Linked DNA regions of Mus musculus: regions 1 and 3 are each linked to region 2. Evidence: chromatin contacts called from public ChIA-PET and HiChIP or PLAC-seq data. All regions are on one chromosome and are shown on one strand. Each heading gives the region's core, a stretch centred on a gene start, on an enhancer-like site or on the middle of the called end of the contact. The rest is flanking DNA. Distances are from core to core; before and after follow the strand shown.

Evidence for each region. ChIA-PET counts read pairs in DNA pulled down with a chosen protein or histone mark. HiChIP or PLAC-seq counts read pairs in DNA pulled down with a chosen protein or histone mark.
Region 1: a contact with region 2 is called in an RNA polymerase II ChIA-PET map of memory CD8 T cells, with 59 read pairs. The contact joins the enhancer-like site here to the promoter of Snhg17 in region 2. A contact is called at or near these places in 2 of 39 promoter capture datasets (the 3T3-L1 cell line and neural stem cells), 1 of 484 Hi-C or Micro-C datasets (embryonic stem cells), 3 of 115 datasets of contacts at active chromatin or transcription factors (embryonic stem cells, memory CD8 T cells and pancreatic cancer cells) and 2 of 9 other capture datasets (adipose tissue and liver).
Region 3: a contact with region 2 is called in a FOXA1 HiChIP or PLAC-seq map of pancreatic cancer cells. The contact joins the enhancer-like site here to the promoter of Snhg17 in region 2. A contact is called at or near these places in 9 of 39 promoter capture datasets (the 3T3-L1 cell line, 3T3-L1-derived adipocytes, frontonasal cranial neural crest and 4 more), 1 of 15 datasets of contacts at CTCF or cohesin (embryonic stem cells), 26 of 484 Hi-C or Micro-C datasets (the AML12 cell line, B cells, the BV-2 cell line and 20 more) and 5 of 115 datasets of contacts at active chromatin or transcription factors (astrocytes, bone marrow-derived dendritic cells, bone marrow-derived macrophages and 2 more).

The regions. Positions count from the first base shown.
Region 1 is chr2:158,164,289-158,168,149 of GRCm38.p6, forward strand. No RefSeq gene overlaps it. Among named protein-coding and RNA genes, the nearest start is that of Gm34514, 13 kb to the right of the region's middle. Within about 2 kb of position 2,528, at least 152 of the 459 cell types and tissues checked have an H3K27ac peak or open chromatin away from gene starts, as enhancers often do. A contact at or near this core is called in adipose tissue, liver, memory CD8 T cells and 1 more, where this site is marked.
Region 2 is chr2:158,359,299-158,363,505 of GRCm38.p6, forward strand. It overlaps Snhg17 (small nucleolar RNA host gene 17), which reads right to left and starts at 2,224. Exons shown (of 6, transcript NR_027887.1): 1 at 2,107-2,224; 2 at 1,645-1,772; 3 at 1,166-1,301; 4 at 1-33. LOC115489589 (a small nucleolar RNA gene) reads right to left here and starts at 631; the gene lies at 500-631. RefSeq lists a cis regulatory region at 2,156-2,432.
Region 3 is chr2:158,111,718-158,115,608 of GRCm38.p6, forward strand. It overlaps Gm34458 (a long non-coding RNA gene), which reads left to right. Exons shown (of 2, transcript XR_001783529.1): 2 at 442-1,108. Among named protein-coding and RNA genes, the nearest start is that of Gm34458, 8.4 kb to the left of the region's middle. Within about 2 kb of position 2,229, at least 105 of the 459 cell types and tissues checked have an H3K27ac peak or open chromatin away from gene starts, as enhancers often do. A contact at or near this core is called in 3T3-L1-derived adipocytes, the AML12 cell line, the Ba/F3 cell line and 4 more, where this site is marked.

The DNA of each region.
Region 1 (3,861 bases), core at 1,278-3,777, 190 kb before region 2:
ATATATATGTAATTCATCTTGCTATTTATTTAGCTAGACAGTGTGTAGAGAGGTAAGACATTCATGCATCCATGTGCCATGGCAGTAATGTGGAGATCAAAGGAAAACCTTCAAGAGTGAGTTCTTCCTTGCCCCCATATTGCTCTCAGGGGTTGAATTCAGGATGTCATGCTTGCACGGTAGACACATCACAGACTTCTCTGTCTTAATTCTTAGGTTACTGCTCAGAGTAATGGGTCTCAACACAGCACTTCTGCACATGCGCCTTTATGCTTTGTTCTAATGCCCCCCTCCCGTGATGCCCCTTGATCAACAGAGCTTGTATTGACTTTAGATGGCTGTGGGGAGTGCCACCATCTTGCCGGTGAGCACCTGCTGGTCTGACTTTTGACCTCCTCTCCCTATCCCGGGCTCTCTCTGTTCTCAGCGATGCTCTATGGTTTTTATTATACAAGCCATGGACTTTCATTAAATTTGTTCCTGAGTATTTTATTCTTCTGGCTGCTGCCGGAACTAAAAATTGCTTTCTTAATTTCATTTCAGACCGTTCACCGCCAGGGTGTAGAAATACCATTGATTTTGTACATTGATCTTGTGTCCCTCAACCTTACCCAAGTGGCTCATTAGTTCTAATAATGTCCTGCGGATCTCTTCCCGCTTCCCTGTATAAGCTGACAGCATCTGCAAAAAGAGATATTTTTGGTATCTTTGTTTGTGTTTTGCTCGTCGAGACTGAGTGTGTAGCCCAGGCTGGACTTGAGCTAGCAACCTTCCTGCTTTAGCCTCGCCAATGCTGGAATCCCAAGGATGCTCCTTCATTCTTGCCCAGGTCATTGTGAAGATGTACCTTTCAGAAATGTCCCAGGGCTGGAAGAAATCAAGATATTCTAAGAAGACACTCTAAAGGGACAGATTATTAAAGCAGTCGATCCCAAAGAAATGGGATTTTCCCCCAGGACTCTCCTTTGGGACAAGCCTGAGGGGAACTTGTCTCTGAAAGAGAATCCACGATGTTCTACCAACTTGTCAGACTTCCTTGCAGGATGAGACTGAATCCCAGACACAGTCAGAGACCAGCAGGACCACACCCTGACTAGCTAGGATCGTTTTCTATGTACATATCATTGGTTTTCTGTTCATAACGTTCACCTCCACTTTAGGACCACCAAAGTAAAAGTCTCTGGGGGGGGGGGGGAGCGTTTCCCAGATCTCTTCTCAGTGTGGACACACCGAGTAAACCTCTCTTTCCTGCTTCTTTTAAAACCTTTTAGATTTATATATTATTTTACATATGTTGAGTGTTTTGTCTGTATGTATGTTTGACATGCACAGTGTCCTCGGAGATCAGAAGAGCATGTCAGATCCCTTGGGGCTGGAGTTACAGATGGCAGTAAGCTGGCCTGTGGATGCTGAGAATCAAACTCAAAAACAAGAGCTCTTAACTACTGAGCCATCACTCCAGCCCACGGTTTGGCTCCTTTAATTAGCTTGCTGAACACGGGTGGTTGAACCTGGCTTGGGCCATAGGCTGGGATTCCCAAGTCTGATAGCAAAAGTAGCCAAATTTCTCCAGGTTACCCTGGCAAGCAGAGGACAGGGGCTCATGGGCACGTTCTCTCCTTTGACCTAGTTCTTGCGGTTCTGCTCACAGGGTGGGCATGGCTCTGCAGCAACCATAACTATAACAAGGCCTCTTGGGAGCATTGTTCATGTTAGCTATTCACAAACTTGTTAGTAGGAAGCTCCCCACCCCTTAATGACTGTTTTGTTAAAGAGTAACATTATGCTTGTTCATTTGAAGTGTCCAGTTAACTAGGTCATGCTACACTGTTATTTGATTGGGTAAGATCCTAACTGTTTCTATAGACGTCTTCTGTTTTGTTGTTGTTATTGTTTCAGACAAGACAAACAAACATCTAACATTTTTAAAAGATATTTATTTATTTATTTATTTATTTATTTATTATATGTAAGTACACTGTAGCTGTCCTCAGACACTCCAGAAGAGAGAGTCAGATCTCATTACGTATGGTTATGAGCTACCATGTGGTTGCTGGGATTTGAACTCCTGACCTTCGGAAGAGCAGTCGGGTGCTCTTACCCACTGAGCCATCTCCCCAACCCCAACATCCAACATTTAAGTCAGGAAACTATAGCCAACGAGCCTCCATTCAGTTACTCCAGAGGGAGGTCCTTGCCCATAGACTGACTTCTGATTCAAATAGCTATATCATCTCCTTCCTGACTCTAGCCTGTTGGTCTACCCTGAGGATCAAGCCTGTATCAATAGTCTATCTGTAAATTGATCTATGTATCTATTCGTCTGTCTATCATTTATCATCACACACACATACGGTTCTGTTTTGTACTTCGCTGAAAAGCTTTAGTACTGGCATACACACAAGGAAGTGCTCACAAGTGAACAGCCTGGTGAGTTTTCACACACTGACAAACCAGATCAGGAAGTGGGGCGCCACACATCTTCCTGTAAGTCCCCTTTCGCTTTCACTGGGTCACTGACCACAAAGGCCTGCAGGCACCTCCCTGCTGTCTGGCAGTGCAGAATTAACCAGCCTCCTCTAGAGCTCTGTGTAGGTGGATCTAGCTTCCTTCCTGGATCTTCCACTCGCTCCCATGTTTGAGTGTGATGCTTCTCTCTGTGTCTCTGTGGACAGTCATGCCTGGCTCCTCTTCTGTGGTACACAGAGTTCTTGGGTTGTCTCACCTCAGGGCGCGAATCCCTTCAGCTCTGACGGGTGTGACACTTTTCCCACTTGGGGCTGTTAGGAGTGGTTAGAACACAAATGTTCTTGCATATGTGAACAGTTTCTAGTTGAAGCTTTACTTTTGGTTTCATTTGGTTTTGAATGAACTACAGTGTCTCATGTAGCCAAGGATGGCCTCAAATTTGCTATGTAGCTAGGATGACTTGGAACTCTTGATCTTCCTGCTTTCAGCTCCCAAGCCTGAACCCACAAGTGTAATTACCCAAGCCTTTTTATTTATATTAAGTGCTTGATCTTACTTTTGAAATGGAACTCATGGGTAATAAAACACACACGCACACACACCAATCATATAAAGAAGGAATAGAAAGGAAGTTACTTATAATAAGATAATGTGTTTCAATATAATCTTGGGAACAACCACCCAGGAAGGGATAAGAAAATATCAGACTCGGGGTCACACATAATGAGTAAATTCAGATTCCAAGGAGGTGAGCAGCCCAGCGACCCTTAGACCCAGGAATCAGGAAGATGAAAAGAAGGGTTTCAGCTGGAAAGGAAAATAATGCCTGCTATCAGGGCAGGGCATAATAGCCTGTGCTCATCTGCATGTGGCCAGAGGAGGAGAAATAACTGTAGCTGAAAAAAGAGAGCATGCAGGAAGACACATGGCACATGTCACCTGCAGAGAGTCAGCAAGGGCCCCCGGAGAACAGAGATACGCAGTTCCCAGCTGATGTCACAATTAGAAAGTGCACCCCTAGCTCAGAGATGCCTCATGTCTGCACCAAGCCTCATGTGACCACATCCCTTATTTGGAAGAGGGGACGAATCACAAGAATCCACCATCTACCCAGTGATATGGGGACGCCAGTGGCACACTAGAACTGGATGCTAAGCCTATGGGGAAGCCAGTGGCACACTACTAAGCCTGTAGGAGCCTCATCCCTCCATCCCCCACACATTGGTTTTGCTATGCTTGCAGGAATTAGAGCCACGCTCAGAACCCTTTTCCTATAACTCTGCCATTGGAGATGGTCCAACTTTCTGACCAGACGGGCTGTGTGGAATGAGAAAATGATTCAGAAACTGAGTCACCGTTCTTGTCCCATGTCTGCTTCTCTGTCAGTAACAA
Region 2 (4,207 bases), core at 974-3,473:
ACAGCACTCTGGAGTGTACCGTCGCTCCTGGCACTGGGCATGGAAGAGTAGCAGCGACACGTTACTTCCTCTGTATTGTTGGACCCTCACTCTTGCCTGTTGTCAGAGTGGAGAGGAAAACGCTTCCGAAGTGGCTACCGAAGGCAAGAGTCAAAAGCAGGCCATGAGGGAAGAATTCAAGGAGGCAAAACGGCAAATTTGCTCCCTCCTGGGCCTCCCTGTCAGGCTGTTTACCCAGTTGACACACGACAATGCCTTACAGAAAGTGACTGCCCCTTGATCGTTCATTTGTTCAGTCAGAACCCTGCCTCTTGACTAACAGAACACAGCAAGATGCATTCTAGAAGTCAAGCAACAGGACATTTTCTACACGGTCTCAAGTGTCCTGAAGAAGTGACAACTGGGTGTGGAGGCTGAGAAAGGATCTGAAGGAAGCAGCCACCGTCTGAGCTCCCTACCTTTGCTTCCCAGAAGTGCCAGAACGGCAGGCAGCGGGCAATGTGGGAAAGCACCAGGGTTTGGCAAGGACGAGTGTGGATCCTCCAAACACGGGGAAAGGCTTTCCAAATCCTCTCCCTGCAGTATCAATGACCAGGGCACAGGCAGCCCACAATCACTTTCGAATACAGGGGCAGAGGGCAAGGAAGACTATGGCCAAGAGCTGGGTAATGGTTAAACTGGAAAGAGATGGACAGATAGGCAACAGCCAGACAGCCAACAAAGGAAAGAGGCTGCTCCTAACTGAGCAACAGCTGTTCCTTAAGGAGAGCTCGGAAGACTGGCCGGGAGGAGGTGACAGTTCTAATAAGCACTGGCCACGAGACCTGCAGTAGGCTCAGCACTTGCTGTCTTAGATCAATGCAACCTGCCCAGCTGGCAGAACTGAGGTGACAGGACTCTTATGTCACAGAGGTAGTCCCATTTTTCAGATGAGGAAATCAAGAACCAGACAAGGCCCGGAAGCCAGCAGAGAGCAGTGGCTGAAATCTGGATGGTGCATATGACCCCCAAAATCTTCTGGCTCCTTTCCATTCTGCTCTCCACCCACCAGAGTAAAGCAGAAGGGTACAGAAGCGACAGTGGGAACACAGGACACACAAGACACAGATCCCAAGTGGGTACAGCAACAAGCAGGCACACCTCAAAGAACCCAGCCTCACCTCACCTTCACCCACTTCCAACTATAAATGAAGAAACTGAATCCCCCATCCCAGGGCACAATCCTCACTCAGGAGCACCAGTTTGTCGATGTAGCAAGACGGAGACAACTCTTTGGCCACTGTAGATCCCAGCTGTTATTTCTGCAAATACAATAAGCCCAGGTGAGCCACATGAACAGCACCCAGTTACCTGGGAAAGCACCCAGAATCCCAAACACAAAAGCTGCCAGGTAGCAAACCACGGAGCATAGACACCCCCCCCTTTCCTCTGTAATCCCCACTATGCAACATGGAACAGAACTGTCCCCAGAATCTTGCCCTTGGTTATTTCGAGCCCTCACCGAGCTTCTCTCTGCACAGTGGCTTTGTCGACCTCCTCAAAAGTAGTAATCAGAACTCCACACCACCCCTCTGCTGGTACCCATGGGAAGGCCAATTACAGGCACCCGGGCTTCAAGTTGCTCCCGAATAGCAGAGCACTTACCCAGGCATCCTCTCCCTGGACAGTGGGTGTCCATCTCGGAGTTGAAGGGAGTAGGGGGTTCCAGAAGCTGTAATCTGTCGACCCAAGGAGCTTCCATCTGTCTCCAGGAGGGCTGCGCAGTCTACAGCCTGGCAGGACAACGGAAGCGGCTGCGGCGCAAGGCAGGGCGGGGCAGGGGGACCCAGATGCTGCACCCGGGGTCCTGGGGGAGTCTCAACTTAAATCCTGGTCAATGGATTCGCCTTGGTAGGATGCTAAAAACATGGGACACAGGTCGTAAACACCGACCCACTTTTTGTAGGCGACAGACATGGCTTTGAGGCTTCAGATACTCAGACGGTGAAAAGCACGCGGCTTGAGGCCCTCCCTCCTCTAGACCCAGCAGACCAGCCGCCCACCGACGGCCCGCAGCCCGGTTTCCTTGATGGAGGAAACGGCGCTGCCCATGCACCTTGCACTCACCTTGGTGCCCTGTATTGGGGAGACGAGCCCGGGAACATGCGGGATGTCTGTAGATTTGGGCGGATGGCAATGGCCAGAGAGGAAACACATCCACGCGACAGGAAACTGTGGTCTTCACGATGGGCGCTGGCGGAAGAACAAATGACAAAGCACGCTGCAGCCTAGAGCAGCATCTCCGAGCGGCGGGCCCTCCAGCGCCCCCACGAGGAGAGGAGACTAACAACTGTTTGAACATATTAAGTTAATTTTTTTTTTTTTTTAAACAATGATACGTTTTAGGAGGAAACTGTCTCTCGTTTGCCGTATTTTTTCTGTTTGTTCTGAAGCAGACCTCTCTTACAAACTACTGATTCCACAGCACATGGCTCAGTGGTGTCACAAAGGAACAAATGATGACTTTAAACACCACCACACGAGGTCAGTAGTGGCTTGAGACTGGCATGTGGAAGGGATGAGAGCAAAGAATGAATGCTTTGCTAAAAGTCTACCTAAAAATCATAAGGCCGATGGGACGATTCCCTTAACCAGAAAAGTCCTGATCCAAGTAACAGATGAGAGACAGATGTTTGAGAAGGAGCTCACGTGTTTCCAAGTCTTCATACTCCCAAACTCTGCTTGGATCCTAGGCCAAATGTGGCTCTTGGCCCTATGTACAGCAGCTCTGCCCTTGGGGCTGAAGAAGGAACTCCACTGAAAGAGTCCAAATGACCTCTGAGCCAGCCATCTCTTCCGCCTCTAAGGGTGACTTAAAGACAAAAGATAGTCTGGGCTGGAGAGATGGCTCAGTGACTTAAAGCAATTGCAGAGGACCTGAGTTCAATTCCCAGTACTCATACAGAGAGCCTAATGTTTGTCTGTAACTCCAGTTCTAGGGGATATGACGCCCTCTTCTGTACATTGTAAACACTGCCTGTAAAAGTGGTACACATAGTATTTCAGGCAAAACACTCGCAGGCATAGCATTAAAAGAAAGAAAGAAAGAAAGAAAGAAAGAAAGAAAGAAAGAAAGGAAGGAAGGAAGGAAGGAAGGAAGGAAGGAAGGAAGGAAGGAAGGAAGGAAGCCAGGCGTGGTGGCGCACACCTTTAATCCCAGCACTTAGAAGGCAGAGGAAGGCAGATTTCTGAGTTTGAGGCCAGCCTGGTCTACAAAGTGAGTTTCAGGACAGCCAGAGCTATACAGAGAAACCCTGTCTCAAAAAACCATTAAAAAATATATATATATATTATTAAAATATATATTAAATATATATTATATATTAAATATGTATTATATATTAAATATATTAAATAAGTATATTTAATATATATATATATAATATATATTAAATATATATATAAATATATATTAAATATATATTAAATATATATATATATATTTTTTAGGGCTGGTGAGATGGCTCAGCGGTTAAGAGCACTGACCACTCATCCAGAGGTCTTGAGTTCAATTCCCAGCAACCACATGGTGGCTTACAACCTTCTACAGTGAGATCTGATGCCCTCTTCTGGTGTGTCTGAAGACAACTACAGTGTACTCCTATCCATTAAATAAATAAATCTTTTTTTAAGAAATTAAGGCAAAAGGTAGATGTATTTTTATGAATTTAATACTGTAACAAGATATTGTGTCAGCATTGTCATGGTTAATATTGCCAACTTGACAGGATTCAGAATCACCTAGAAGACAATAGGCTAGGCACATCTGTTAGGGACACCAAGATTAAGTTAGCTGCTGGGCTTGTTTGTAAAGGAATGATCTAGATTATACCAAACAAGATGAGAAAGCCCACCTTAACTGGGTGTGGACAGCACCATTCTCTGGTCTGGGGTCTTGAGCTGAACAGTGGAGAATTAGCTGAGCAGTAGCAATTGTTACTCTTTGTGTCCCAGCTTTGAATGCAGCATGACCAGCCATCTCAACCAGAACCCCTCTCCCATGATAGACTGTACCCTCCAACTGGGAGCCAGAATAGCTTCCTTCCCGATCAGCTCGCTTTTGTCAGCGTATCTTACAGAGCAATGAGAAGGCAACTGATGTCATCATATTGGAGTTTTCTTTCTTTCTGGATACTGGAGGTTAAACCAGCACTAAATGTTTCACCCC
Region 3 (3,891 bases), core at 979-3,478, 250 kb before region 2:
CCAGGGCCACTGCCCCCCTTTAAGGGACCTCTGCCAGCTAGCCATGTGGCCACTCATCTCTCCCAAGAAGAGTCGAAATGGGGTGGGCTCAGCTTTTGCCCTTATTCTTTGCTATAAGCACATCCTGCGCCCATCCATGCCTCAGTTTCCCTTCTGTGAAAAGAGTAATCTCAGCAAATGAAGGTAAATTGCCGCTCTGGCTGACTTAGCTGGCATTTTCCTTTGGTCTGTCTGTCTGTCTGCTCCAGAACAAGTCTGGAGGAGTGGATGTAAAACTGACAAGGCTGGACCTTTGCCTCTGGTTGTCTTCACTTTCTTTTTCAGAGACAGGGCCTCACCATGTAGCACAGGCTGGCCTCAAACTTACAATCCTCTTGCCTAACCTCAGAGCCGAGATGACAGGCATGTACTAACTAAGATGCTTCATATTTCTTGCTATAGGACAGCAGCTGAGGACACTGTCTAGAGGCAGCTCGTTAGCCATCGTGAAGGGTGTAGATCAAGTGTGACCTGCAGCTGGCTGGAATGGACATGGTACTGAACGATTAAGGGTTTACGAAGGCCCCAGGGACCCTCTGACTTTACCCAGTGGGCAGGAGTACCCGTAATCACGGACAACTGTCTACAGAATGCACCGTACCCTCAAACGGACGGCACCACCTCCTCTCTGCTCCCTCATTTCACAAAACAAAGAAGCCGGAAGGGAATGGGATGTTTACTGAGCATGCCCAAGCAAATCCCCCAGACAGAACCCAGGCTGCGGCTCTCAGCTCAGCCTTCTCCCTTCCCCTGCTCATACTAATCATTTAGATGGCTTTATTGAGATAGAACTCACATGCCGTACAAGTTAGTTCAATGGCCTCCAGTCCAGACAACTGCACCCATGAAGACAGTCTACAGAATTCCCATAATCCCCTAGTTCCAACTCCCCATCCCTCCGCATCTCAAGGCCCAGGCAGCCACCTGTCTCCTTCCTCTCTATAGGTGCATCACACATTCTGACAGCTTTGGTTTCTGTTTTCTTCCACTTAGCCTATTTCTGTCCTTACTGTAGCGTGTATCAGGGCTTCGTTCCTTTTCACTGCCAAGTAATACTCCATGGTCCATACAGCATAGTTTATTGGTCTCTTAATTAAGTTAGTGGGCAGGTGGGTTGCTTTCACTTTTTCTCTCCTGCGGATGACGGCACCGACAACATCACTGAACATCTTTCTGTGTCCACGGGTGCTTTTCTCATGGATTTTCTGGTTCATACAATAAGTACGAAAAACTCCTTACTTATCACTTTGGTCTTCTGAGCCTGACTTTCTCAGGCTACTAATGGGGAAACAGTGTGTGGATAAACCCAAGGCTTCCAATGTCCAGGGTCCTGGAAACAAGCCTGCCCCTTTCCTGTCCTCCCCACATCCTCTCCCCTCCTCTCTTTAGGCCATTCTTCAGAGAGCGGTGGGACAACTCCTCTCTAACTGCTGGGTCTTGGGTAAGTCTGTGACCTGAGATTCCACGGCTCTGACAGTAGCTGTGGATTCATGGGAACAGAGTTACAGAGCAGCTTTTTGTGTCTGTAAATTTTCTCAACACTCACTGAGAGTCTGGTCCTGTTCAAGGCTGGACACGACTTCCGTGGGCACAGCTTCTCATTTTGATGGCTTATTTCTTTTCCCACTTGACACAGAACCCACGGGCTTCATGGTGTTCATGGTCCCTAAATATCTGCTCAGACCTGTGCTTAACAACCCCTGGCCTGGCTGTTAATGGCGACTTATATGACTTCTCTTTTTTCCTCCCGGTGGCTTCTAAAGTGGCTTCTCCCTTTCCTTGTCCTCTGGAGAAAGCCTTTTGGGGCCCAATAAGTTAATTATTGAATAAACATTTGCCAGTAAAGGAACCCAAGAGACACAAGTCACACATTTCTCTAATCAGTAACTTTTCTGTAGAAGTGCTGAACCCAGAATACCCAGTGGCCTGCAGATAAGGCCGCTCAGGAGAAAGGCTCACCCCACCCCCAACTGCTCACAGGGCCCTCTGTTCCCTGCCCGCATCCCAGGCACAGTGGTCTTGTGTGAAGATACCTCCTCCATCTTTGGTTTGCTGGCTTTCTGAACAAATGTTTTCTTTGTCCCGTCTACATGTCCTCTGGCTCTTTTGACTGGGTTCCTGGTTGCCCCAGCCCCAAGGTAAACGTACTTAGAGGAGGCGCTGGCTTGGCTCCGCCCCAACCTCCCTCTTGGACTTCATCAGCGTTCTGAAATTCCAGGCTTGGCAGGAGGCTGAGGGGTGAGCTGGCAGGCACCCTAGGTAAACAAGAGCAGCTGGAAAGGAAAGAAGCTTTTGGGGGTGGGAAGATGAACCCAACACCCCCTATTCCATGACGCTGCCAGGCATGTATGAAGGTCTCCATCCCAGAAGTCCCAGTCCCTGGTAAGCAGGAAGAGTCCTGGGAGGAACAGGGCTTTCTCCACCACGCTCTGTGCTGGACATAGCTGCCTGTGTAGACCAAGGCTCAATTTTGCAACCTACCAGCTGTGTGACTTGGGGCAAATTGCTTAACCTCTCTGTCCCTCTGTTTCTGTATCTACAAATAGGTAAAATGGCATAACCTTTAGGGTTCCTAAAATCCCAGAGGAAGACTTAGGAACGTGCCATATAAGCACATTTGAGACACTCTGCCTTGCCATTGAAGACTCACAATGGAAGCCACAGGCATCTGTCCTGTGCAAACGGCTCTATTTCTCTAAGCTTTTATTGAAACGTTTGTATTCTAAATAGACAATGGACTGCTCTCTCTCTCTCTCTCTCTCTCTCTCTATATATATATATATATATATATATATATATATATATGTATGTATATATGCACATGGAGACCAGAGGTCAACAGCTCTCTTCCTCAGTGGCTTTCCAGCTTATATATTTTTTGGAGACAGGGTCTCTCACTGAGCCCAGATTTTACTGATTTAGCTAGACTGGCTGGCCCCAAGATCCACATGTCTCACCTGCTTAGTTTCATCCTTCGGTGCTGGGACTATGAGCTTGGGTGCTGTGTGCCTAGCTTCTGTGTGTGCGTGATGAGGATTCAAACTCAGGACCTCACGCTTGTGTGACAGGCACTTTTCTAGCTCAGCCTTCACCCTGACGCTGAGGGTGTGTTCTTTGATCACATGGAACAAGCACTAAGTAGATGTATTTATTTGGGGGTGGGGTAAACAAGAGAAGAGGTTCAAGCCAGCTGAGCTATATACAGCAGAGCTGGCTGGGTCAGGTTGGTCCCTCTGTGTTAGGAGTGAACAGGCAGGCATCGAGCTAGAGTTGGCAGCCTTGAGTTTTCCCAGGAGCCTCTTGCTGTGAGTCTGTCCCTGCCCCAGAGCACTCAGAACTCAGGCAGGTGCAGAAATGACTGTTCATAGCCCCAGCTGTCACCTGCATAAACATCTGCCTAAGATGTGCAGAGGCCGAAGCATCTGTCAGCAGCCTAGGAACGCCTCAGAGAGGGGCCCTCCTTGGAGCTGCGTTCTGGAAGCTGAGTAAGAGTTCTGCACATGGGGCTGACGGATAGAGTCAATGACAGGAGGCCCCACCCAGCTCATCCTTTCCCTTGCCTGACCACCTCTGTTTTCCGGAGGAGTTTCCCAGAGTCCTTTGCTGGCTGGTCTCTGGTAAGGATCTGCCAGCAGGCAACATAAGGGAGGATTAACCAGACTAGCTTGCCTCTGCACTTTCTTTCAGCAACTAATAGTAATAGTAGTAAGAAATTACCAAATAATAAATAAAAGTTACATTTATCTATCACATATCGATCATCTATCTATCTATCTATCTATCATTCATCTATCTATCTATCTATCATTTATCTATCATCTATCTATCTGTCTGTCTGTCTGTCTGTCTGTC